3 separate regions of the Mus musculus genome follow, and all the other regions are linked to region 1. A link is a contact called in public ChIA-PET data. All regions are on one chromosome and are shown on one strand. Each heading gives the region's core, a stretch centred on a gene start, on an enhancer-like site or on the middle of the called end of the contact. The rest is flanking DNA. Distances are from core to core; before and after follow the strand shown.

Evidence for each region. ChIA-PET counts read pairs in DNA pulled down with a chosen protein or histone mark.
Region 2: a contact with region 1 is called in an RNA polymerase II ChIA-PET map of memory CD8 T cells, with 129 read pairs. The contact joins the enhancer-like site here to the promoter of Prdx6 in region 1. A contact is called at or near these places in 8 of 39 promoter capture datasets (the 3T3-L1 cell line, the HPC-7 cell line, cranial neural crest and 5 more), 2 of 484 Hi-C or Micro-C datasets (B cells and bone marrow-derived macrophages), 25 of 115 datasets of contacts at active chromatin or transcription factors (CD8 T cells, DN3 thymocytes, T-cell acute lymphoblastic leukemia and 19 more) and 3 of 9 other capture datasets (adipose tissue, embryonic stem cells and liver).
Region 3: an RNA polymerase II ChIA-PET map of memory CD8 T cells shows a contact between it and region 1, with 6 times the contacts expected there. The contact joins the enhancer-like site here to the promoter of Prdx6 in region 1. A contact is called at or near these places in 8 of 39 promoter capture datasets (the 3T3-L1 cell line, 3T3-L1-derived adipocytes, the C10 cell line and 4 more), 5 of 484 Hi-C or Micro-C datasets (B cells, CD4 T cells, CD8 central memory T cells and 2 more), 18 of 115 datasets of contacts at active chromatin or transcription factors (T-cell acute lymphoblastic leukemia, bone marrow-derived macrophages, craniofacial prominence and 10 more) and 1 of 9 other capture datasets (liver).

Annotation. Positions count from the first base shown.
Region 1 is chr1:161,248,797-161,253,402 of GRCm38.p6, reverse strand. It overlaps Prdx6 (peroxiredoxin 6), which reads left to right and starts at 2,193. Exons shown (of 5, transcript NM_007453.4): 1 at 2,193-2,381. The coding sequence starts at 2,287.
Region 2 is chr1:161,702,843-161,707,013 of GRCm38.p6, reverse strand. No RefSeq gene overlaps it. Among named protein-coding and RNA genes, the nearest start is that of Gm31869, 63 kb to the left of the region's middle. Within about 2 kb of position 2,328, at least 29 of the 459 cell types and tissues checked have an H3K27ac peak or open chromatin away from gene starts, as enhancers often do. A contact at or near this core is called in CD8 T cells, effector CD8 T cells, memory CD8 T cells and 2 more, where this site is marked.
Region 3 is chr1:161,749,425-161,753,993 of GRCm38.p6, reverse strand. No RefSeq gene overlaps it. Among named protein-coding and RNA genes, the nearest start is that of Gm31869, 16 kb to the left of the region's middle. Within about 2 kb of position 2,588, at least 29 of the 459 cell types and tissues checked have an H3K27ac peak or open chromatin away from gene starts, as enhancers often do. A contact at or near this core is called in CD8 central memory T cells, effector CD8 T cells, memory CD8 T cells and 1 more, where this site is marked.

The DNA.
Region 1 (4,606 bases), core at 944-3,443:
CAGGGACATATACTATACCAGGCTTTTGCCTTGAATAAAATCGTCTTCATTGTTCATGTTCACAATATGAGGAACAGAATGAAGAAACAGTAATAAAGGAAAAGAAAAAGTCATGAAAAGAAAAGGCTATTTTGTAACCACTGTTTCCAAGTGGGCCTATAGCCTTCTGATGCTAGATCTGTGGACTTCTCAGAAGACAGAAATTTAAGTGTCTTGTGAAATAAACTGTGTTGTCAAAAATGTTAATCTCAACTGGGCAGTGGCGCACACCTTTGATCACACAGGGAGGCAGATCTCTGTGAGCTGGAGACCAGCCCGGTTTACAGATCATATTCCAGAACAGCCAGTGATACACAAAGAAATCCTGTCTTGAAAAACAATCAAGCAAACAGACATGTTAATCTCTACCTTTAAAGAATTCCAACTTTTGCCAAGGCTAGAGCACGGTTACTAAATCACCACCAGCAGGCTACTTCTGGCACTATAGATTGGAATAGGTGTTTATCTTACTATACTCGCTTAGTTTAAAGTGGTGGCTATGTAATTATGCCTTTGATAGAGATCAGCCACTTTGAGTCTGCATCCAGTCTCTTTATTGTGGTGTATCTGATTTTTAGCCCATCTTTGCAACACTGCTTATAGTTCCTTAAGGTCAAGCTACCCTGCTTCCCTACTGTGAAAATACATAATAAATAAAGTGAAGATACGTGCTTTCAAAACAGAAGGGTGGAGTCAAGCTAGAGATTAAGTTACCTTAACTTTAAAACGCATGGCAGTAATCTCTGTGAAGCAGGCAAGACCAGTATGCATGCAGACACAAAGACAGGGCTTATCACCATGATGAAAACGCAGGGTACAGTGGGTCGCTGCACTCAGCACCGCCACACGCTTTCCTTTAAATCCGTTGAGTCTGTTCCAGAGGATTCCTCACACCGAACAACAAACACTCACAGCTCCCCTGTCCATATCACCTTACATGATATCATAACTGCACTTTTCCTGTAAGAGCTGGGACTATGTCTCACATCAGGCCTCGCACGGTGTCTAGCTAGCAATAAGGAAAGTGAGAGTTACTGCGTGAATTGTGTCATCTAATAATAGCTACCACTCTGAGAGCACCTGCCATGTTCTAAGTAGTCTACTGTCCTGCAGGCTTCCCCAGGCTGGGCCACACAATCTGAAGCTGACCTCCAGGTAGCCTCACTTAACTTACATAAACTCGCTTTAGTTTCTCCAGCTAGGACTCGGGGCTTTCTAATACATTGTCCTCCACCACACCTTAGCGCTGGCGATTGGACCTAGGGCCTCCCACACTCCAGTCAAGCATCCTGCCGCACACCTGCTTCCTCATTCCCCTTTATTTTGAGACAGACTCTAAGTTCCCCAGGTTGGCCTTGAACTTCCTCTGTAGCTCAGAATTTACAGTCCTTCTCCTTTCTCCAGAGTAGTTGGGGTTTCTGGTTTGCGATCACCAGGCTGAGCTTCTAACAGATTCTGGTTTCTGTGCAGAATGTCTGCCATCTGTCTCTAATAAGGGCAGGCATCTTTCTCCACTTTGTGCTTAGGAAATAGGAAGTCAGTGGATCAAAATGTCCCATTTCTTCAGGTGGGAATTCACTTGCATACACTCGATCTCAAGAAGCCTGTTGTGAAACCTATATTTAAACTTTAGGAATAATGTGTTGAGCATTTTATAAGGAACTCCAGGAATGGGGAGGCAAAATTTAAAAAAAAAAAAAAACGGTTCTTTCCATTGCCCTCTTATTGACATTGGTACAGAATGTTTGCTGCAATAAGAAAGCCACTTCCTCTGACTTAGCCCACGTCACAAGTCTGGTTCTTGCCACATCCTGAAAAACTTCTGAAACCCAGGTTGGCTGAGTAGTCAGTCATTCAGCCAACTACTAGATGCTCATAGTAAAAGAGGGCTATACCCCAAGACCTCTAAATTGTAAGTCCAACAGGGGTGAGAATGTCAGAGGATTTGCGCTAATTCCGCCTTCTCCTAGAGCATCTTTGCAGAGCCGCCAGATCTACAAGTCCCCGCAATTCTCGGTCTTGCGCTTCCTTCCTATTGCACGTGGCCTTCTTTAGCTCCAGAATCTCCCTTGCCTGCAAGCTCCACGTGAAGAACCGCAGCCGCCAGACTCGCGGTCGCCCCACCCCGCCCCAGCCCCGCCCCAGCCCCGCCCACTCGGCCAGCACTGATCTAGGTCTCCGCAGGAGCCCGCCCGCTGCTCACTGCTGCGGCTGCGCCTCCTTGTTCTCAGCGTCACCACTGCCGCCATGCCCGGAGGGTTGCTTCTCGGGGACGAAGCCCCCAACTTTGAGGCCAATACCACCATCGGCCGCATCCGCTTCCACGATTTCCTGGGAGATTCGTAAGTGGCCACCGCGTTGCCCTGCCAGGTGACGGGTCCCCAGAGCTACCTGCCTCGCTTCTTTCCGGGTTGCGCTCGGCCGCGGCGGGTCTCTGGCTTAGCCCCTCACCGGTTCCCGCACGTGCCCGCCGCCGGGGTCCTGCCGAGCATCACCGGGCATTGCTGGGGACCTGCGACCTCTGCCCGGCCCTACGCCGATCAGCGGATCCTTCCCTGACCCAGCGTGGCTGGCCTGGCATGGGAAAGGAGGTCCTTGCCGAGGACGGTTTGTTGTCTGTTTAACCTGGTTTTGTAAACAGTGTTGGGTTTGTGTCGGGGTCGATCTGAAAGCCCAGGGGAGGTGGGGCAGGGTTGCTCGGTGTTTGAGGTCATTTCCCGGGACGCTTGCCCAGGGTCGCACTGCCCGCCCTCCTGCCGCTCTAGAAGTTGTACCTTGCGGAAGGTGGGTGCCTAAGGTCAAAGTTAGAGCACACAGCCACAAATTAAGGGCTGTCCCGACGTTATCTGGGTTCCTCTTAACTTCGGGGAGTGTTTGCGGACTTCTGAATTAAAAAACAAAACAAAACTACGGTGCCAAGTAAGTAGCCAAAAGACTTTTTGTCCAGAGCCTCCTTCAGAGGTCAAAAATAAGATTATATGTAACAGCTTTGGGAGCACCCAGAAACACTCTGTAGGCGTGACCGTGATTCTAGAAGAAGCAATGCTTTGAGGGAAAGGCTGCGACCATTTTGCCACTCTAGGCCATTCCAAGGCTAGGACACGTGTGCCTCCCCACTTGGAGACTCTTTTGTTTCCCAGTGGTCCCCTCCCCCTCTGCTTTGCATCAGCGCCTGGCCTTGCTGCTGATAACAACAGTGGTGGCCACAGTGGCTAGGTATGCACCGATTTTGTCTTAGTTTTACAGCTCCTGAATGCACACATTGTAAGATGCTTAGTTTCAGTCCGCTTTTTGCATACGCGTCAGGCTATGTTGTGGTTCTGGAGTTTCAGTGCCCAATGACACTGAATAAACAAACTCTTGGGTCTGTCTGTGTCCTTTTCGTATCTAGTATGTATGTATGTATGTATGTATGTATGTATGTATGTATGTATGTACGTGAGGACAGAGCAGTTTATGAAACTACTCCGTGACCAGGCAGGAAAGGAAGCATTAGAGAATCTTTCCTGAGGTGAGTTTGGCTCCTCCTGACTAAGGGGAAGCAGAGCTTTTAAAAGAGAAAGGTAGACTAGAAGAAGTAGCAAATGGAACCCTCAGGCCTTGCAGGAGAAAAGTCTAAAAATAAGCATGCCAGCCAGACTCATCACTCAAAATCTAGTGTTAATATTTATCCAAGACTGCCAACGATTTACACAGTGTTCCTTCCCATTCCTGTCTGCAGCCCACACCCCCAGGAAATGTGAGGGCTTGCTGGAGCGCTTCATCTGTAAGGATGAGAGATAAATATGAATCTAAAGCGCGTGTGCTGTGAAGATAGCCACACTATAGAGTCGGGGGCGGGAATCTTAGGGATTGTTTATTGATCTAGATCTGGATGCAACTGTTTTATTCCAGCTGCTGAGGAGACAGTTGGGAAGATCCTAACTTCAAGGCCAAGCCAACTTAGTGAGGCTTTGTCCCTAAATAGCAACTAAATAAGCAGATGAAGTGGCATCTTAAGATGAGGTAAATTTATGAACAAACATAAGTCATGATACGCCTGCAATAACCGAGAAGGACTTTTCCACCCTGTGTGTCATTTCTAATACAAGGGATTTGACTAGTGTTTCCAAACTCTGTTCTGTAGATGATCGCAAGTCAGTTTGCCCCTGACAGACTCAAAGATCCTTTGGAGGAGAAAAGGAAAATGAACTTTAAGCATTACTTAACCCCCTGATAATTAGAAACAGCTGAAGGTTTGGGGAGCCGTGTGGGTTTGAGTGGGTTTGAGTAGGTTTGTATGGTCTGTGGATGTGGAAGAGCATCTTATATATCCCAGGGTTCCTCACTGATCAAAACACCTGTGCCACAGGTTTTCTGGTAGGAGAGACGATTCTGTTAGAGGGAGGAAACCTTTTGTCTTTTGAAAATGAGGAAGGAAATGGCATAATGCCATTGAATTTCTCCAAAGGGTAGGGAGCCCAGGCATTCTTGGAATACCCTGAGGTCCGATCCGCTGGTGTGTGTGAAGGGGCGGAAATACAGTTCAGCAGCATGACTCGGCAAAACTCATTGCCTCGCAATTAAA
Region 2 (4,171 bases), core at 1,079-3,578, 450 kb before region 1:
CTCTAAAGGTTTAGAGAGTCAAGGAGACACAAAGTATGAAAGTAGAGATGCTAAAAAATTTAATCTCATTTCAGTTGCCCATTGAACATCTTCATGCTAAATCAAGAATCAGTGTTGTCAATATAATGTGTCTTTGAATCCTTTAAAATAACTTAGGTAACATATTATCATAAGCTATACATCAGATAATTCTCTCTCTCTCTCTCTCTCTCTCTCTCTCTCTCTCTCTCTCTCTCACACACACACACACACACACACACACACACACGTTTTTAAGTAGTCTCACTATATGGCATTGGCTGGCTTAAAATTTACTATGTAGACTACGCTGGCCTCAAACTTGTGGTATTTCTGCCTTTGAACCTATATTTTCTTAGAATATCCCCAGTAGTGGAAGATAGCCACGCAACACTTTATTTTTGGTTCTTCTGCTTAGGTTTTTAAAACAGGGAAGCTCTTGACTCTTAGGAGAAAGCAGCCTACACCCAAAGTGACACCAAAGTCACATTGCCTTTCAGGAGAAGTCTATCGAGGAAACAGTCCACTTGTGGCTGAACCATGTGTGGTTATAGAATCTTCAATAACCAAAGGCCACTCAGACCAAAAGTTTAATGCAGGATTCTGAATTTACAAGCAAAATATTTGATATGGTCTCATCCACTGGGGATGAAGGAGGTTGCCCAGGAAAGATATGCCATGCTTTTAATACTTTAGAATGCCACATGAGGAAGGGAGTGACAGCAAAGGGGATTAACTGGAAGTAGGCAGACCCACTGGATTGGCCATGGCAGTTTAGGATTAAGAGTAGGCAGAAAGGGAAATAACTGCGTGAGAGACACAGAGAAAGGAAAGTCTCTGTGTGAAGAATGAAGTGGCTGGGTGGAATGTAAATTTGGGGATGTTCTAAGGGACATGTGCCTAGGTGGTGACCGAGGTGAGCGGAGGTCCTGTGGCACAGACACAGACTCAGGAGGGTCCAAAAGCGGGAGGCACAGAGCCATGGCAGTGAGGTGGACTGAAGAGAATCAACAAGAGGCAAGTGGGGATTCCCAAAAGCGTGAGGCATGGTGACGGCACAGTCAAGGAGACAGATGGCCCCATCTGCCCTTGGAGAGATGGCTATGTGTGGAGGTTCTGGATTCTTCTAAGACTCTTTCTCAGCCTGGATGGTTTCATTTCAGGGTAATGCCAATTGCTGAGGGTACAGAACTCAAACCTCCGTATGACTGCATTGCACTGGCTCTGCAGTCAAAGTCACTGAGAGTCAATCTTGTAATAGAACAGTTACTTGAGGTCCTTGTTATAAAGGGTCTTGATTCCTTGCATCATAAACAGAGCAATTATAAAACAAAAAACAAACACAAAACCAAAAACAAACAAAAAACCCAGATCACCAGCTAGCCTCAAATCCCTCTAGCTGTGTTCTCCTTGAGGATTTTTATAAACCTAGATGGAGGTAAGGACTATACTCAGCTTGTTTCTAGGTGTCCCATGGAGTGAATGGAGACAAGAAACTGAAAACAGAGAATGGGAGTTTCTGGGGCATCATGTGTTGAGCTAAATGATTGAGCAGGGAGCCAATGAGCACAAGAAAGGAGGGAAAGGACAGAAATGTACATCACTTCTGAGTCACTAAACTGAGAACCCAAAATGAGAGGATTAGCAGGTCATGTGTATGGAAAATAAAGACTGGTCAGACTCAGACTAGGTCAAAAATGAACACTAGTTGTTAGGGACAAAATAAGTGAGAGTCTGGTAATACAGCTTCTAGCTGCTTGGGAGCCACAGTTTTGCTTTCTTCTGTGCAGAAGCCTTGCGATTCACAAAGGCAAAATGAGAGCAACAAAGAACAGAAGAAAACACCCAAACCACGCAATATGTGCTGTTTTGAATAATTAAGACTAGGCAACCTTCAAATGGTGAGATGACCCTGAGTAACCTTAGTCTACGAAACTCTGTTTTTTCTTCTATAAACATGAAACAGCCAGGTCAAATGATCTCTGGCATGTAACAGTTCTGAGTCTAGAAAGCCTTTGTTCTTTTCTAATTCAAGTCCTAGCTATTCTCTCCTAATTCTCAAACTTCTTTTTAGAGCCCCAGATTCTACTAAATAGCTCTTCTATTTAAGTCAGGCTAGCCCTATGTGTTTTGCTTCCTCTCTAACACTCTGAATTGAAGTCTCTGCAGCTCTTTGGGGGAGGAATTGTGCATGTATCTTTCTGGAAATCACAAGTGACCTAGTTTCTCTAGAATGAAACGTGACCACATTGTTTATAGTTTGTTTGTTTGTTACCAGGCAATGGAGGGGAAGACTCCTAGGATGCTGTCAGATGTCCTTTGTACCTTTAGTATAGCTGCAGAGGGAAGAGTGTAAACACTGATCTGGAGAGCAGAGGAGGCTATAAGGAAATAAACAGTAAAGACAGAGAAGCAAGATGGCAGCGGTGGAAAGGGGACGGAGGAGGCCTTGGTGGTGCAGAGGAGAATCAGAGAGCCTGCTCTCTGCCTATGAAGAGTAGAAGGCAATAGTAGCATCCAGCTGGATTGTGTCCAGGCCCAGCAACAGCAGACCACACAGCACTTGACTCCTTCCAAATGGTGAGCTTCACAAATGTATGTTTCTATAATCTGGATATTGTAAACCCAACAGATAGATGCCATAAGCATTGCCTGGCAGAAGCTGCCTTAATGTAAGATCTACTAGCCCTTGGGGGGGGGGTGTCTCACTCACCTGATGGTAATGTGCTCTTATCTGCAAGCTAAGCTGAGATTTAGACAAGGTTTTGAAGGGTACATTTTTTTTTCCCCTTAAGGGTTGACTTGGACTCTGTAAACTGTTTTCTTCTTGTTTCTTCATTCATTGCCACACATTTAATTTCTGTCACAAGATGCCTCTTTTCTGGAAGCCCTGTGTGGATAGAGGACAAATCCAGATTGAAACTTCAGTATTACTGATGCCATGATGTCCCTCAGTGGCCATCTTATAATGGTTAATCCTTACTTCTCTGCAGTAGACACACACACACACACACACACACACACACACACACACACTATGCATGAGGGAGAGAGGGGGTGGAGAGAGGGAGAGAGAGACAGAGATAGAGAGACAGAGACAGACAGAGAGAGACAGAGAGACAGAGACAGAGACAGAGACAGACTTCATAATATAGAAGGATCTTACAGATTTGTTATACTATTTCCCCTGATTCCTTCATTTCCTTTTTGTAAGATGAAAAAATAGTGACTCTGGGAAATCAGAAGGATGCATTTGACCTTAACTGACCACTCCTGAGGAACATGCGCACCTGCCAGCTTTCAACATGTAACAAAACCCTTCAGTGTTATGTGTGTCGGTATGCTAACTGAAGCATGGTCTTCTCAGAGGCCCCCTCCCGTTGGGATGTCTTTAGGCTGTGATTGCTTTGTAGAAGGGACTGAGGACTGACTATAATCTTCGAGGCGAGAAATCAGATAAGATGAGACGCCATTGTAGCCTTTAAAAGACAGAAATAATCCAATGAGGAGAACATAAACTTTACTTCAGGTTGGAGTTATCAATATTTTGTGGTGTTTCTATCTCTTTATTACTACCCCTAATAAATCATTAAGATTCAATGATGTTGCCTATCGTTAACAATGGCCAGGAAAAAGTTTTTCATCTGTAAATAATTCTTAAAAATGGAATATTTGGGGGGAATGATTCTTAGTGCTGGCCTCTTTGACGGTCACTGCTGAGGTCATGTGTACCCATCAGAATGAAAATGATGGATTCCAGATGAATTCAATTCTGTCTCAGGCTCATAAGATTGTCCAGGGTTTATGTTGAGTAAGAACTTTTTCATTTAAGAATTAGTACAGGTACCTCCATGATTGATGTATAGATACTAGGTGCTATCACTAAAATTTCAAAAGTGGTTGCTTCCATTTTACTCAAAATTGGGACTATAATTCTTATTGTTGTGAAGATGATACAAAAATATCCTAGCCAGCAGGCTGCAACTCAATTAAGCAGTTATAAAACCCGAAGTGCAGTTCCATGCCCACTTCTCTTGTGCTGTTTAAGCAGAAGTTAGGAGTGTTTCATGGTAAAGTACTTTAAGTATATATGAAACCCAAGGTTATTAATGACTTCTTAATGTCTGATTACTTTCTTCGCTACCATTTTCTA
Region 3 (4,569 bases), core at 1,339-3,838, 500 kb before region 1:
GATGTAAAAATCTATATAGTGAAATATATGAATATTATTCTCTAGGCAAAAACAGGCCCCTCCAATAGCATACTGGATTTCAAAAGCATGGGCTCGGTTGAATTGCTTTTGTTTTGCTCTTAGCAGTGAGGCCACTCTGTGCCACTTGGCCGAAGGCAGCCTTGTCTACTGTAGAAAATACCCAGGGCACATGTTCTTGTATTTTTTGTCCCCATATTTCTTTACATCTCAGAAATCACCACACCACATTGAAAGGATCTCTTCCTTCCCAGTTCTCTCTCTAGCCACATTCTCATCCTAGGCCTCAATCAAATCTTCCTTAGACATAAATTAAGCAAAGAGAGATGGGAATTGTCCTGGTCAAATTGATGCAAGATGGAGTTATCCCCAAAGATGGATCTTCAACTGAAGATTTGACTCCATCCGATGGGCCTGTATGTAAACCTATGAGAGAATTTTTCTGATTACTGTTTGGTGTGGGAGGGCTCAGCCCACTGTGGGTCCTGGCTGGTATAAGAAGGCAAGCTGAGCAAGCCATGGAAAGCAGGCCAGTAAGCAGTGTTCTTCTACACTGTCCGCCTCAGTTCCTGCCTCCAGGTTCTTGCCTTGAAATACCGCCCTGTCTTCCCTCAGCAACGGGCTGTGAGGTATAAGCTGAAATAAGTACTTTCCTATTTTGAGTTATTTGGGGGGTCATTTTATTGTATCAACAGAAAATGAAACTAGGGTAGGAATGGCACCAGTTAAATGTACAAAATTCAAAGAGAAGATGTAAGCGATCAATCTCCTTCTAATAATAATAGAAAAAGGTATTTAAAAAGATAGCCCGTCTTTGCTGTTCCTTTGAAGCCAAAGAAAAGTGACTGTTGTAGCATTTCTCTTTGGTCTTCTTTTCACCTACAAAGTGAGCTCTTGAAATGGCCCAGAGCTGGATCTCTCCGTCTGCAATCTCTTGTCTTCCATGGGTTCTCCACATTAAAGTGTGTTCCCTGATAGAAGTTCAAAGACGGCTAGAGAGCATGAAACGCAGGCACTCACCACTTTCCTGGCTCTCTCGGGACCATTGTGATTTAAAGAAAAGATTCTGGTTAGAATCGCCCGTTTCAGAATGATGCTGTCTTTGTGTCTATCACCCCAATGACCTTCTTCCATGTTTTCTCAGATCAGACTGTGTGCTAACAACGAGCTTGTCTCCCTGTCTACTGACCTTCGGCTCTGCTGTGGGCTTCACAGCACAGCATCTCTTCCAAAAGAGGGTCTAGTTTTGCATCCAATATGATCCCAGGAGCCAATCTAAGGCCCCTAGATGTAAATTGCAGACAGTCAGATTTACCTTAAGAGAGAAATATGATTTAATTAAGAAAATTATTTTATGTATATGGGTGTTCTGCCTGCATGCATGACTATATGCCATGTGTATGCCTGGTACTTGCCAAAAGAGGCCACCAGATCACTTAGACCTGGAGTTACAGCCAGTTCTGAGCGGCCACGAGGGTGTGGGCAATCAAAACTGTGTCCCCTGGAAGAGCAGCCTTCAACGGCTAAGCATCTTTCTATCCTAAGGAAATTATTCCCGACCAATTCTTTGTGTACAGAACATTTTCCTTTGGAAGGAAGGCAGTGGGTTCCATCGACAGCAGTGAAAATTTATGCTGCAGAAGCAATTCTATCGAGAGGCATCTGATTAGTTTACCTTTAGATCCCTATTCCAAACCTAGAGATTCTGCCCAAGTAAGTTTAATCTTGGGAATTGTCCTACAGTGGTCAAAGGGAGCGAGCTGTGGTAGAGCAATGGTTGGCGTAAGTTTTGTTTCTTGGTTCCTTGATGCCTGAGCCACAGGTCTCAAATATAACCAGTAACGACCTCAGCAGAGGAGGGTTCCGGACAGACGTGAGACAAGGCCGGTAGAGAAGGTCCCCTGGCAGACACAGGTGAGGCTGTTCTGATGTTTGTCACAAAAACTATTTTTAGATGGTCTGGCCTGACCATAGTCCAAATGATAAAATTCTTAATGTCTGAGGATTTTATACAGGCATAAAATGAATTCTGGTCCAGTCTACTGCTTCTCTTCCCCCTACCTTCTCCATCTCCCGCATCCTTTTCCCTCCCAACTTCATAGACTCTATATTAGAAACAACAGCAACAAGCGGGAGCAGAGGTTGCATTGCAGGGACCACGTCTTCCTCAGCAGCCTCCTCAGGTAGGTGTGGGACTTCATGCGAAAGCCACTTTGCAAAGAATGTTACTGATCTGAGGATTAAATTCCTGATCAGACCTTTAGCTGAAGTCCAGAGGTCTTCTCCCTCTCTTGGTATGAGCTATTGTGGTGGCACTTGGAGCGTTATCTCGCCTCTTCCTCCACTGGTGCCTCTATCTCATCCTCCCGCCTCCTCTCCATCTGAAATTTTCTGTCACGTGATGGAAGAAGGCCGCAGAGACTTATCATGTTTTGCCATTCTCCTGGGAGACCTGAAGAACAAACAGAAAATCAGTCTGATAAAAAAAACATAGTTGCAACTGGCTTGAAAAGCATGAAGAAGAAATCGGAGCAGCCCAGCCCAGCCCACATCAAAAGCCCAGCTGTTGGGGTATACCTTTCAAATTCCATTAGCTGCAGAGGCCACAGAAGGGGCCCACGGAGTGGAGGCGGTTTTGAAGAAAGACAAAAGGTCATTGTGATTTTTTTTTTTAAAAGAGCTTGAATAACAAGCTTGGGGTGGAGTGGGGTGTGAGGGGTGAGCATACTGAACCCGAGACTCTGCCCTCAGTGGCCAAGAAGTGATTTCTTTTCTCTGCTAATTTTACTTCATGAGAAGACACTTTTGGTCCTTTTTTGGGTGGTTTTTATTGATGGATATTTGACAACTCTTCCCAACTCCATCTCTGCTCCATCCATTCGTCCTCTTCTTTCCCATCATCCCTCCCTTCCTCTCTCATTAAATCGCATTGGTAGTTCCACTCAAGGGCACACTTGTTCAATGGATTTGGCTAAGTTAAACGGGAGCAGTGAGCAACTTGGGTATGGTGGAGGGTGGAGGATCTGTTTGAGCCTTTACCACGTGGACTTTGAGAGGAGAGGGAGTGGCTCTGAGTTGGCGCTGAGCAGGTGTTTTTTTTTGATGATGCAGTAGTCCCCGGATGATGGCCTCCTCGCCTTCTTGGCAAGCGTGTTGTAAACAGTGTCATTACAAGGTCATTGCCATTCTGTTTGCTTAGACTGCCTTGCTGGGCAATGTCAGTGACTAGACAATTATTTTCTGTGATGTCACCAGGGTTTCAGGAATGACTGCTGCTAAGCACAGCAGACAAGCACTAAAGTCACCTGACTCGATGTTGGGTTTTGAATTATCCTAATAGTTCACATCTGAAAACTAACAGAGCAGTTTATTCTCAGGAGCCCAAACCATTAGAGTACCATTTGGCAATTCCATGGATCTGTGGAGAAGGATGCTTAAGGGAGTTTCCATAGAAAGCAGGAGAAGTCCCAGGGGAAAGAGGTGATGCATCAACTCGCTAAAGCCAAAGGGAACTGGAAGCTTCCTGTTTTTGGAAAGATATGAAAGTAATCATTTGTGGTTTATAGTTTAGGTGTGAACCTGGCTATGCTGGTGCATGCCTGTACATTCCAGAGCCTGGGAGGTGGTGGCAGGAGAGATCCGAGTGAGAAACAAACAGCAGCAGCAACAACAACAGAAAAACCACTTTGGGATCAGATTTTTCTGGGACAAACCTTATTTTTACGATTGCTCTGACTTAAGAAATTTTCTAAACATTGATTTATTTTCATGTTAGCATATATATGTGTGTGTGTGTGTGTGTGTGTGTGTATAAAATCAGTCAAGATATCTTAGGACTCTCAGTAATGGAAACTTTAACTCCAGCTAGCTTAAAGAAAAAGTCAGCAGAATTCTGAACTACACTGAGTGAGCTTCAGGCCTTGTCTGATCCAGAATTTCCAAGGCCTCCAGTTTTTGGTTTGTTTGTTTTCTCTGGCTACACATCCTTGTTTTGGCTCTGTCATGGGGTTGCCTGGCCCCAGAGCAGTAACAGCGGTCCTGGACTGTATATCCTGACAGGTAGGGGTCTTTTCCTTCTGGTAGGAGGGAGAAGGGTCTTGTGATGACTAATTTTGTCACTTCAGCAGGATCTAGAATGACCCAGGAGACAAACCTCTGGGCATGTCTATGAGAAAGTACCTAGTTTGGGTTAGTTGAGATGGTAAGTAAGAGCTCTCTCTAAATGTTTGACGCCCTGCCCCCAATACCCTGGACTGGGGTCTGGGACTGAATACAAAATGGAACAAGAACTAAGCATGAACGTTCACTTTTATCTGGTTCCCATAAATAATATATGGCCAGCTGCCTCCTACTGCTACTTCCTGGCCTTTCTCCCAAAGACCCTCAAACTATGAGCTAAGCAAATCTTCCTTTCCTTAGGCTGTCCTTGTCAGGTGTTTTGACACAGCGGGGCATAAAGCAGTTAATACATGTGTTTCCTCTAAGAAGCCCTCAGCAAACTCATCTTTGTGTCTCAGGTCCCGATTTTGCTGTGAATCCAATTCCGAGGGC